Regions from separate parts of the Mus musculus genome. Here region 1 is linked to region 2. The links are chromatin contacts, called in public promoter capture Hi-C maps. All regions are on one chromosome and are shown on one strand. The core of a region is the stretch at or near the end of the contact, and the rest is flanking DNA. Distances in the headings are between cores, read along the strand shown. Region 1 has its middle 25 kb from the start of Gm36153. Region 2 holds the start of Neurod1 (neurogenic differentiation 1).

Region 1 (2,700 bases), core at 193-2,692, 810 kb after region 2:
ACAGAGAAAGTGGGTTCTGCCTGTGCTACCAGAGGATTCGGATTCTTATCATGAACTGTGGGTAACACAAAAAAATTGGCACTTTGATTTCTTTGCAGATTTGGGTTTGGGTTTCAGTGTTTTGTGTTTATAAGTTGACCATACCGCAGAGACTGACTGAATTAGCACTGTAAACTCACCCAGCTAAAGATCAGCGATATCAGATCTGCCAGAACGATTCTGCTCCATGAATTTTTTAAAGGCAGCAGCCGTGTGAGATGAGCCTTGCTCTTACTGGCTTTACCAGGGTGTTGCACCCCCAGACAAGGTACCATAGTGAGATGGCATCCTACCCAGATGGATGCCTGGCTCTTAACAGCAGGATTTGTCTCTGGTCTCTTCTCAGTATAGTATGGTGAGATTAGGTGGCACATCTTCCCAGAGCATCGCATTACTTGGCACCTGTAACCATCTGCAATCTGTCATAGTTCCTGTGAGGTCCTTACAAACGTGTCTTGCTTTTACAATGTGCCCAAGACTTACAGAAGTCAACTTGTCTTCTACTGAGATAGATTTGTAGCTCTGCAGAGATGGAACAAGAGCACTTGGAGAAAGACATGCCATCTTGTTTTCTGAAAAGACTAGAAAAAAAAATTAAGTCCAGTATCATGGTACCACTTAAAATACGGACACCATGAAGAATAAGTCATACTAGGTGGAAAGAGCTCTAGAATCATCTCTTCCAGGTTGCATTAAAGACATGTGTAGACCAAGCAGCTTTTCAATGTCAGTTATGCAGGAAGCTAATTAACTATCAAAACCACTCTAGTCTGTCGTTGACAACAGAAGTTAAGCAGAAGAGGAAGAAGGGGGGAGGAGTCCCAATTCATCTAGTGAGAAAAAATAATAAAGGACCAAAATACCTACTGAGTATGTGCAGGTGAAGTTCACTCACTTCTGAGAGAGACTGCTCTAAGAAACTGAGTTTCTGTCTGGGGCAATTGTTTGAAGACCTTCAACTCTCAACCCAGACCTATTTTTTAAAAACCTTGCAATTGGCAGGGTATGTGTGTATAATAAACACTGTGTGGTTCTAGCGGACTAAATGCCATACTATGTTTTTAAAAAAGCATCCAGTTATAGGCTAAAAAGACGCCAATGTGTGTTTCTCGTGACATTCTGAGCTCAGGGAGTAGTGACCCTCTTTCTAATAAGGAAATCCAGTTCCTGGAGTCAGATGACAAGCCCTGATTTAGATAAACCGAACGAAAACTCTGAAGACGCATAATGCGCGGCAAAAGTGCTATATAAATGTAAGGACTATTGCTACAGAATAAAGGATGTGATGCAAAAGTTGGCAGCAGAGGAAGGCCTTACAGATAGATGGGTAAACACAGCAAGGAGGGTGCAGAAAGGAAGATTCGTGAACCGTAGGAGGCAGGTGATGGCATAGCCCCCTCTGCTGGCTTAAACGTTCATCTGCAACTACCGTCTTCATGGAAGGAGAAAAGCAGAACTTGAGCTGTTTGAGGAATTGAGTACTTGGCCGACTAGACTCAAACCGAAATCTAACGTTGTTACCGGTGATGGTACATACAAGGACACTTCGTATCCTTTGGTCAGCTTCCGCAGTTGAGCCTATAGCCAAGAACACAATCCTAGCTGTAAAGAGTGACGCAATGCAGGGATTACAGGGTTGGGGGGGGGGGGGCGGGGGCGGGAGGGTTTGTTTGTTTGCTTGCTTGTTTGTTTCAATAAACCAAACCCACGGGACAACGCTCATTCAATCACAAAATAATGTTCACGAAAGGTATTTGCTGCCTAGATTTTACAAATTAACCTAGATTTTAATACATAGACAATAGATAATGCTGCTAGTTACGAAGCCGGGCAGTGGTGGCACACACCTTTAATCCCAGTACTTGAGAAGCAGGAGTAGGTGGGTCTCTGAGTTCAAGGCCAGGCTGGTCTACAGAGTGAGTTCTAGGACAACCAGAGCTACACAGAGAAACCCTGTCTCGAAAACAAAAACAAACAAACAAACAAATAAATATAGTAAAGCTGCTTGCTCTGAGACAATAGGGAAATTTTTTTAATTAGTGTTGAGACTGCAATAACTGAAGTGACATAGACTTCAGATCTTAAAAACCTGATAAACAAAATTGGTCTCTGTGCTAAATGAAATTCCATCTCATTGGAGTCTTCTCTCCCTCCACCGATGGTCCAAGGAGAAAAGGGCTCAGAAATAAGTGTTGGAATGTGTTCATTAACATCACACTCCGAAATGTCAAATTCAGCACCGAGGGATATTAGATTAACACATGCTAGATCCAAAAACATTTTGGGGCCTCCCCTGTGGATTTAATGTACATGGGCACAGGGGAGGGGTAGATTGCCTGAATCAGTACTCTGATAATCACCCACCTCCATCCCAATATTACACAGCATTGATAACAAAATATAATCAAGTAAAATGGCATTACATGTAACTCTAACTCCTTAAATCAGGTGAGCCTTCGTGAGACTTTAATTGTGTCTTAGTCATTAAAGAACGTAAATCGTCCCTACTGAAAATTTTAAACTAGAGCATAGAAGTCCTACTGAGCCCAGTGCTATTTACATGCTGGGTGAAAATTCTAATTTTCCTGAAACCTACATATCTTCATCTACCTTCCTTGCTCTAGAAGACTTTGGCTATCTCCTGAATCACAGTAGAGGTAG
Region 2 (2,700 bases), core at 6-2,505:
ATGGTTTTCTGACTGTGTCCCAAGTCACTCCCAACTCACAAAAACGATGAGTTTGGAAATGGAATACTCTGAACTCATCTCTGCTCTGGCTTCGCACTACTTAGAGGTTTAAATAAATTGAAAAGCCATTACGTAATTTCCTAGCACTGACCCCAATTTTTAAAGAAGATTATATGGAAGGGAGAGCCAATGCACAGAGGAGGAAAGGTAGTTTCCATCAAATTATTTTCCTATCGACAACACATTTGGCCACAGAAGTGGGCACAAGTCTTCCATCCCTCTCTTGCCTTTCTTTCTTTGCCTCACCACCCCCCCCCCACGCCCCCGCTAAATTCCCACCTTGTACAAAAGCTCTGGCTCCCAGGCGAGGCTCTCCCACGCGCTGGGGATCAGGTGCAAAAGGCTCCTCTCTAATAAACAGCCCATTGAAAGGGCCGCCCGCTCTTTATTGGGGCTTTTCAAAGTTCGCCTCAAACCTCCCTTTAAAAGATGGAGTAATTACAATGGTCAGCGACTGGCAATGGTGAAGGTGCTGCTTCTCATAAGAACTGTAAAAAGCCTTTAGTAAAACAACTGAATGTCTGGCCCCAGCATGGGGACTTGGCCGCCTCTGGGACAGTAACAGGTAGCAGGAAAATTTCCTTCCTTTTCTCCCCCTCTCCCTACATTTCAGCTAAGCTATTTCAGAGTCCAATCGGTTTTCCAGTACTACATTCTCCTGAAATAGATAGTTTCATATGCACGATGAGCCTAAATATCTGTACACCAAATAAAACTATGGGCAGCAGGTGTTTTTGTTTGTTTGTTTTGTTTTGTTTTGTTTTTCTCTTTCTCTCCTTTTCTCCCCTGAATAAGTGAGAACTGGAAGTGGTTGTTTGCTTTGGGGACTTTCAAATAACCGCTTACAAATAATTACAGTTACTCCCCTCCCCAAACATTCTAAAAGCTTCTATACTATTAAAAATTAAATGTAATTAGAAAGCCTGCAGGGGGTACTTGAGTGCTGGGACTCATTACGTGCGAGTACTTGTGGGCAATTACGAGGAGGGACACTGATCTCAAATATAGGGACAACCGACTCCACAAATGTGCGCATGCAAAGTACCAAGGTACAGCTCTTCAATTATTGCTTTTATTCTCGGGAGAGTAAAAAATAGGAATCATAATTACCTGTTGTTAAAAGGTTCTGAATAGTGACGATCTCATAACCCTGGAGCCTCGGGACACCTTGCCTTCTGCGTGGGCGAATTCCTCGTGTCCCGGTGGCGCGGGCGCTAGGGTTATATAGCCGAGTTGCTGATGCTGAGCGCGGGCGGGGCCGTGAGCTGAGCAACGAGCAGGTCCCTGCGCCCCGCAATCGCGCACGCGTCCAGACTGAACGACTCCCGCCCTCATTCACCCCTCCCCAGAACTTTCCTCCCGCCCCCTTCCACCACCACTCCCCTCACCCCCACAGTACCTCCGCCCCTGCTCCTTCCTCCCCGGCATGCGCCATATGGTCTTCCCGGTCCAGCCAAGAGCCGGGAACCACGTGACCTGCCTATTTGTATGCCGCGGAGCGCTCCATTCCGGCCCCTTTGTGGCCAGAAGAAAGTGGCCCATCTGTCGCCAGTTAGAGACTCCGCGGACCTGTTTTTACCCGCAGGAGAGATTAACCCTTTGTGGCAGCAGAAGACAGAGGACATGTGGGGGGGGGGGGGGTTGCGGGAGGCGAGCTGGAAAGGTAAAGAAAGATCACTGAGTCTATGTCCTAGCCTGAAGACTGCTTTAGCGCAGAGAGGTAGACAGAGGTGAACCACTCACAATCCCAGATACTGAGGTGCACTGAAGGGTCCTTCCCTTGACAATGGTCTCCGGTGGTGCAGTTTGACTTTGTTCTCTCTGGAGAGGCCCATCTCTTAGCTTCTACCTCTTAGCAGAGGCTTTGCTTATTGCCACCAAAGGGTGGCTGGCTTCTAATCTCCATCACCTCTCTAGGCAAACATTTATTTCATATAAAAACGACCTCATCTGGAAACACAGCCTTGACTCAACCTTCCTGACTAGAGCATCTTCTAGAATCCTTTGCAAGTCAGCTTCCATACCCTACACTTGAACACTCCAAATGTAAACCTAACGGTCACCTGCTCCTACCCCAGAGACTTCACTAAGAGTCTTCAACTCTAAACCCTAGAATTTTGTGTCTAAAGCTAGTTTTTGCCAGCAGACCTTGGCTCCGTTGGTTTTCAGATGCTCCTGGAGTAATGAATGACCTCAGCTAGCTCATCTAGGGAATGCTAAGATTAAACAACCCCGCACCAGAGGTGGGAATTTCATCTCTGACACAGACCATAATTCAATCACAGCCTTCCTTGAGCCCCTAGTGCTCAATCTCTGGGGCCTTGGTCAGAAGAAGCTCAAAGAGAAGCTGCAATAAAACTCTATTCAATGTGCTGTTTCCCTTTCTGGGGACTCTGTGTTTTGAGTCAAGCAAAGTCTATTGTGGAATAGCCTTATCTATTCTTAAATAAGGAGTCTTTATTTTCTCCATCTGAAGGAGGAATCTTTCAGATGGATGATCCTCCGTCCTTCTAGCCCAAGAAAAGTGACAGAGGAGGAGGAGGAATGGTTGGCCTCCTTTCTCTTTCCAGTTCCTCTTCTAACTCTTCATTAAGTTCTTACCCTCTTCAACCCCTTTGCAATGAATGCATCCTACTTGAA

The links. Promoter capture Hi-C pulls out the DNA fragments that hold promoters and counts their contacts.
Region 1: a promoter capture Hi-C map of hippocampal neurons shows a contact between it and region 2, with 3 times the contacts expected there. The contact joins the enhancer-like site here to the promoter of Neurod1 in region 2. A contact is called at or near these places in 3 of 39 promoter capture datasets (the 3T3-L1 cell line, the HPC-7 cell line and hippocampal neurons), 2 of 115 datasets of contacts at active chromatin or transcription factors (astrocytes and forebrain) and 1 of 9 other capture datasets (embryonic stem cells).

What each region holds. Positions count from the first base shown.
Region 1 is chr2:80,265,604-80,268,303 of GRCm38.p6, forward strand. No RefSeq gene overlaps it. Among named protein-coding and RNA genes, the nearest start is that of Gm36153, 25 kb to the right of the region's middle. Within about 2 kb of position 1,443, at least 14 of the 459 cell types and tissues checked have an H3K27ac peak or open chromatin away from gene starts, as enhancers often do. A contact at or near this core is called in hippocampal neurons, where this site is marked.
Region 2 is chr2:79,455,381-79,458,080 of GRCm38.p6, forward strand. Neurod1 (neurogenic differentiation 1) reads right to left here and starts at 1,256. Exons shown (of 2, transcript NM_010894.3): 1 at 1,171-1,256.